2 separate regions of the Rattus norvegicus genome follow, and region 1 is linked to region 2. A link is a contact called in public Hi-C data. All regions are on one chromosome and are shown on one strand. The core of a region is the stretch at or near the end of the contact, and the rest is flanking DNA. Distances in the headings are between cores, read along the strand shown.

Region 1 (3,266 bases), core at 202-2,701, 330 kb after region 2:
CCCCTTGCCCACAGCATTAGAACTAGAATTTCCCTTCAATCATGAATGCTTGTAGTGTGACTTTTCCTGGGGAGATGGGAACAGATGGGAATTCATGCCACACGGAGATGATAGGCAGAAGGAATGACTCCACTCAAGCATGGCTTAGGAAACCAATGATTTATTGAAGTTACATAGAGGTAGATGGAGAAGGAGCTCTGGACAGGGGCATTGATGACTGAAAGGCAGCTAGCTACATTATCAAAAGCTTTACCCGAGTGTGGACAATGACAAGTGGCAGACAAACCTCCAGAGCTCCCTGCAAGACACGTGGGTGGCGTGACTAGTAGTGCATCTCTTCTTTCCTGAATTCTTACTACTTTTATAAGACTGGAGAGAGGCTTTAGGAATCTTGTAAGTTTCAGGAACTTTCTGAGACATAGAGTTTGCTTACCCTAAGTCTTAAGAAGCCTCCTTCTAGGAGAAAATGTTTTAATTAGGGGGAAATAGCCACATGATATTAATTCCTCAACCCCCTTGTGTTATTCCACTGCTGTAGCAAATACTTAAGGTAATTAACTTATGAAGAGAAAAGGTTTATTTGGGGCCATGATGTTGGAGGTTTCAGCCCATGGTCATTTAGCTCCATTTCTTTTGGACATGTGTCAAGGAAGCAAATGGGTGCCTTGCTTAAAGTACAAGCTGCTCATTTTATGACTAGGGCATAAAAGAGAGAAAGAGGAAGGGACTGGGCTTCACAGTCTCCTTTAAGAGCACCCCAACATAACATAAGATGTAAATTTTCCTGCCAGGCCTTTCCTCCTAACCGCTCTGCATCCCACTAGTCCCAAGGCTCTAACACCATGAACCTTGAAGTTTTCCAGTTCCAAACTGCTGTGTCTTCTTTATTTGTGTGGCCTTGTCCACCCATGATCCCTAGAGAGTTACACCCACAACACCTTTTGTTCTATTCTCTAAAAGTATGCAAAAACAAACAGACAAGCAAGCAAGCAAAGAACAGCAATAACAACGACAAAACAGGGGTGCTGGTGGAGCTGTGAGGGGCGCATCAGGTGCCCCTTAATTTTTCTGCTCACTTCCCCACCATCGATACATCAAAACACACCAAGCACTCTGTGGCCCCAGGCTCTTGACCTGAAGGTTTTCCAGGCTGTCAGCTGCAACATTAAAGCCCCATTGTAGCAATAACCAATCAAAGTGTAGCCTCAGCATAGTGGGTCCATGTGGAAGGTCGTGGCAGACAAAACTGTCCAAATGTGTGATGGAAACTCAAAACCTTTATTTCTCTCTTTCTCTCTATTGCTTGCTTGAGACCTCAGAGACCTGTAATAGGCTTACCAGAAACCAACCCTTGTTAAAAAAGCCCATCAGGAGTCATGTAAGCTGATAGCATCTGCGCAGAGAAGACCAGGGTACCACACAGAGAAGGAAATGGCCAGAGGCCAGGGTCAACAACTGGGGAACAGGAGTTGAGGTAAGTATCCGCCCTTGGGTTGCTTGGCAGGGACCAGTCTTCCGAGGCCTTGGCCAGGGCAACCCGGTTTATTTTCAGTTAATTTGGGTATGCCCTAATTTATTACGGGAGCCTCAAATTTGCATGTCTACTTTAAGAGACCCTAACAAGTACACATAATAAAATGTTAATTTATGCCTTCTGTGAGGATTGGAGTCGAGCACGGCTTTGACGCAACTGCAAAGCAGAAGAAATCTGGAAACCCTGGCAGGCAGGCAGGAGGGTGGGGGAGGGAACGCATGCTTCTCAGGGTTTTAGCAGGGTGGCTGCAAGGAGGTTGGGAAAATGTCCTGGCATTCGCCTCCATTTACAGCCCTGAAGGGACTTTCTATAATAGTCCAGGGTGGCCCTTTTGTCTCAGATCCCTGACTAAACACAATATCGAATAGCACTAAGCATAAAGGAGGCCGGTTGGTAAATACTTGGTGAATTGATTCATAATACTGGGAATGTCTTGAGCACAGACATTTCCTTCCATGGCTCTGGAACTGTCAGGTCTTGCTTAGCTGCTCTGAAGCTCCACGCCCAGCTTCTCTTTAAAGGCAGCAGCCCACGCTTGCACACGTGTGGCGTTTATGGAAACTCTAAATGGCCACTCCCGCAAAGGAGCTCTGGATTCTTCAGACTTTACCCAGGGCACATTGTCCTGGGAGATGTTTCGCATCTGTTGTGGTCAGTGCCTCCTCTTCTGATGCCATCCTCACGGCTGAGATTCTAGAGCAGGGGTTCTCAACCTTCCCAATGCTGTGCTCGTTTAATACAGCTCCTCATGTTGTGGTGACCCACAACCATAAAGTTATTTTCATCGATATGTTATAACCATAATTTTGCTACTGTTATTAATGATAAGGTCAACATGTACATTTTCTGATAGTCCTATGAAACAGCCATTTGATCCCCAAAGGAGTCACAGCCCACAGGTTGAGAACCACTGCTGTAGTGTCTCTTAAACTGGTCCTATTATTCAGAACTGTGCTGTTTATTTACATCTCTTCATTCATACCGACACTGGGATTAAAATACACCAGCAGAACTTCCGGTAGATTTATGTAACCAACTTTTGGAGCTCCTGCCAAACCTTTGATACCACTTTCCTCCAAGAACCATTCCTTTCTCCACAAAGGAAATCCCAAGTAACCAGGCATGCCAAAATCCAACCACCGTGGTCATGGGTTGCATCAGGGACCCCCTTGGGCAGCATAGGGTGAGCACTATTTTCCTCTTAGGAATTATAACCGGACTTAAGAGAGTTGAGTTGAGGTGAGTATCTGTATCGGGCATGGAGTTTGGAGGTAAGGAGGCTATCTGCTAAGAGAATCAAGACAAGCCAGGATATGCGGTCAAAAAGGAAAAATAAAATAAAATACGATTTGCATAGATTTGGGTGTCCTTCATGCTGCTGGGGTTCTGAGGGTGACTCAGTAGTCTTTCCAATAATTTCCTATTCATTGATTGGGTTTATTTGGCTAGATTTCTGATACTTGCAAAAGGACTTTCAAAAGACATTATGTTTTACCACAGAGTTCTGTTGCTGTAATCAAGACTGTATCTCTCACTGTATTGTCTCCCACTACAGGGTTGACTGCCTAGCTTCCGGTGGTCTATGACACCACCATCACAACTCATGCTTGTGTGTGTGTGTGTTTGTGGTGTCCAGAGGTCATCCTCTAGTGTCATTTCTGGGCAGCTCCACTTGTTTTTGTGATGGGCCAACGCTGGTCTGGAACTCACAGAACAGTTGAGGCTGGCTGGC
Region 2 (3,456 bases), core at 347-2,846:
TTTTTTAATGGCACGTGAACATCATTAACTTAAGTTCACTCTTCAGAAGACACATGATTGCCGGTGCCTCGTCCGTACCCTCCATGCTTTCTGTGCATAATTATCAGACTTTTGGGGCTACTGAAGATTGGGTAGACTCTCAGTGTGCAAACATCTGCTTGCTCTACCACACGTCTGGCAAAGCCACTGACTAGCCAATTGGCCCATCCGGGAACGTAATCCTGGATGGTCATCTACCTAAAGGCTACAAGGTGCTGAGAGCAAAGCCCTCATGCTCTCCTCAGGTGGACAAGCAGTAGGAAGAAGAAAAATACTGGTAGGGAATCCATATGTTCAGAGGGAAGTTAATGCCAATAAGAAGTTGAAAAGCCCAACTCAAGCAATACCTTTAGCCTTGTGCCGAGAGGCAGGTGGGGACAGGTATGTATATCTTGTATGTTCCAGATAGGTCTTTTGAAAGCATCTCTTTATACCTCTGGAAAGATCTTCGAATAGGTTTGAATTTGTTAGAATAGAGGGTCAAGAAAATTTGTGCCAACTTCGTGGCTGTGCCAATCTTACCCATAATCTCAGAGTTTTAGCCTTCTGGGAGTTGTTCGTATATTATTCTCTGTGATCTTATATTGCTCCTGTTTCCATACACGGCCCTGGTTTGATACCATTTGAGTGTATTTACGACTTGGTCTTGGTGGCTTTTCAAAGTTCTACGTCTACCTTGAGTCATTCCTAGGCATTGTGCCGACCCTCTGATTATCTGCAGGAGTACTTCCGGTACCCAAGGTCTAAGAACTTAAAAATAATAATTACAGTCGTCGGCTCCTATTTAAAATTATCATGTGCCAACAGAACGGATGATTATGCAAACTACAAACTTTCACTGTGGAAGGCTAGGAGTTCAGTTCAGTGCTTGCCAAGTGGAGCCACACGGTGAACTGCACTCTCAAGTGTTTCTAGAGAAAAAAAGAGTTATAAGCACGCTGTTGACAGTGGGCAGCAAAGCATGTGCGAGAGTTTGATTGGGTGATTTCTCTCCTTCAGAAGGAGGTGTGTTTGGGTGTTTCTAAGCCTTGCTCCATGGAACCAGACAATACTCAGGTCTCCTTTGGATACTGCAAGTTTACCTTCGCAGGTGGCTCTGGAAAACACTTCAGTGGAGAATGAGCCTGAGGGCACTCATGATGAAGGCCAACAGAGGCTTCTGGTGAGGCACTCCTCTTGCCGGGTTACCTCTTAGAGGTAAAGGTGAGAAGAGCATTTAGGCCTTCACAGGAGCCCAGCACGGCTGTTGGAGCACGCGTTGGTGCTCCCATGGTCACTCACACACACACACACACACACACACACACACACACACACACGCACGCACGCACACACACGCGCACACACACACACACACACACACACGCACACGGTGCAGCCCACGGCCTTACCAGATCAATGAAGGTCAGGAATTTCCAGCTCCCCCCGTAGGTCTGATGCGAGGGCATTTCGATGGCCTTGTAGTTACACAGGATGGAGCAATAGGACAGCAGGATGGCTACCCTCAGCACCTGGCAGGGGACAAGCGCCATGTTCGCGCGGCCTGCCGGGCTGCTCGTGGGGAGGGCAGAAAAGCTGCTTCGCTGTGCCCGGCGCCGTGGGAACCGGGGCGCGGCGCGGGGAAGGGCGGAACGCAGGAGGCGGGGCGCGTCCCCGGGGACAGCAGCGGTGCCGAGCGCACCGGCGACCTGCGCGGGCGGGGCGGGAGTGCGGCCGACGCGGGCTGGCGGCCTGGTGTCATCTCTGGCGTCATCTGCGTCATTCTACCGCCGCGCTCGCAGTCCCGGCCGGGCGCCCCCTAGGCGGTCCGCGAGGTCTACCCCCGGGTCTCCACCGTGGGATCGCCTCCGGAGCAACTGAGGTGCCAGACGGGAAGGACTGGACCGAACCGGTCCTGATCCGGCATCCCGCTGGGCAGCAGGGAGATGCTCGCTACCGTGTTACCAGATGGGATCTGAGCGGGTAATGCCGCACACAGTCCCCCTCCAGGGACACCCATTACTTGGGTTTCAGTAAAGGCTGTAACGTTAATGAGCATTTATGACAGTGAAACCCCTTATAAATTCCACACGGCTTTATTACTTTATCAGTATGTACCAGTAGATGCAACACAAGCATTGAACAAATTCTTTTTAAACTTTTTTTGTTACGTTTTGGGGTTGGAGGGGTGGGGGTTACACACGCATGTAACCACAGGAGAAGTGTGGAGGCCGGAAGACAGCTGGTGTGAGTCCCCTCCATCGAACTTGGGTCATGAGGCTTGACAGCAAGCTCCTTGACCAGCTACTGACCAGGGCAGGTTTTATAAATAGAAATCTGTGCTGATTTCCATGACTGCTACAGAGACAGCATTCCTTTTGAAAGCCAAACCACCCGGAGGATGTAAATCTCACCCACGCATGTGTGATTTAACACAAATCTTTCGGAGTTAAAATTCCTTTTGCACTTCGACATTTCCCCCCTTCTACTACAGCACCAGAGCTGAATGGGAGGAAAGTAAATATAAACTGGATTCCCTCAGCCTTCCAGTAAGTGTTGTCACAGGGAAGTTGCAACAGTCTGTGGGTTTTTTTGTTTTGCTTTATATCATGATCATGTTTCAACCAACCAGATAAAGGGTCCGGTTATGAGGAGACCACATGGGCATTTCCTGTGGATCCATTCGAAACAGGTGTCCCCCTCAAATAGTGTCTGAGTCAGAGGGTGTGGTGGGAAGGTCTAGGGAAAAGCATAGTCTCAGAAGTGTAGAGAAGCAAGCAAGGACTGTAGTCCGGCTTGTAGGTTTTTCCACTCCACTAGGGAAGAGAGCCGCTAGATCCTTTTAACTGACATAATTATGCTGAAAGAAACCGAAATCACAGGATGATGATGTTACTAGCATAAAAGCAATTCTTCCTTCAGAATTTAGACACTCTTCATGTTTGAACTGGCTCTATTTGCGCGCGCGCGCGCGCGTGTGTGTGTGTGTGTGTGTGTGTGTGTGTGTGTGTCCTTAATGAATGTTCAGATGATTGCAAGAAAAATTGAATTTACTGAAGTCCTTCCACACTCACTAGGGTCTAATGATGTTTTATGAAGTGGTATGATAGTTCAAAGTTGGATACAACCCTCCTACTTCAGATTTTAGGAAGTAGTTAACAAGATCTTTCTCCCCCCACATAATTACAGAATGAAGTGTTATTTTTTTTAAAGCTATTTAAACATTTACTATGGGCAATTTTTAGATAAATAATATGACGTCAAGTGTTCTGCTGCTCTCTCTCCCCCAATCCCCAGAGGGATGGTTTGAGCTTATTTTAACAGGTTTACTTTCACAAACTTTACTTGATTGCTAACATTGTGAGATGATTTTATGTTTTTAATAATGGAACATTTTACATAGACCTGGGCTGAAATTATGCTTCATTAAGAATGTCA

What was found. Hi-C and Micro-C count contacts between places; a contact is called where the count stands out from the background.
Region 1: a contact with region 2 is called in a Hi-C map of the A7r5 cell line, with 5 times the contacts expected there. The contact joins the enhancer-like site here to the promoter of Aig1 in region 2. A contact is called at or near these places in 4 of 12 Hi-C or Micro-C datasets (the A7r5 cell line, frontal cortex, kidney and 1 more).

Annotation. Positions count from the first base shown.
Region 1 is chr1:10,421,605-10,424,870 of GRCr8, forward strand. No RefSeq gene overlaps it. Among named protein-coding and RNA genes, the nearest start is that of Trnaa-agc27, 50 kb to the right of the region's middle. Within about 2 kb of position 1,452, at least 7 of the 93 cell types and tissues checked have an H3K27ac peak or open chromatin away from gene starts, as enhancers often do.
Region 2 is chr1:10,087,487-10,090,942 of GRCr8, forward strand. It overlaps Aig1 (androgen-induced 1), which reads right to left and starts at 1,597. Exons shown (of 6, transcript NM_001134425.1): 1 at 1,431-1,597. The coding sequence starts at 1,571.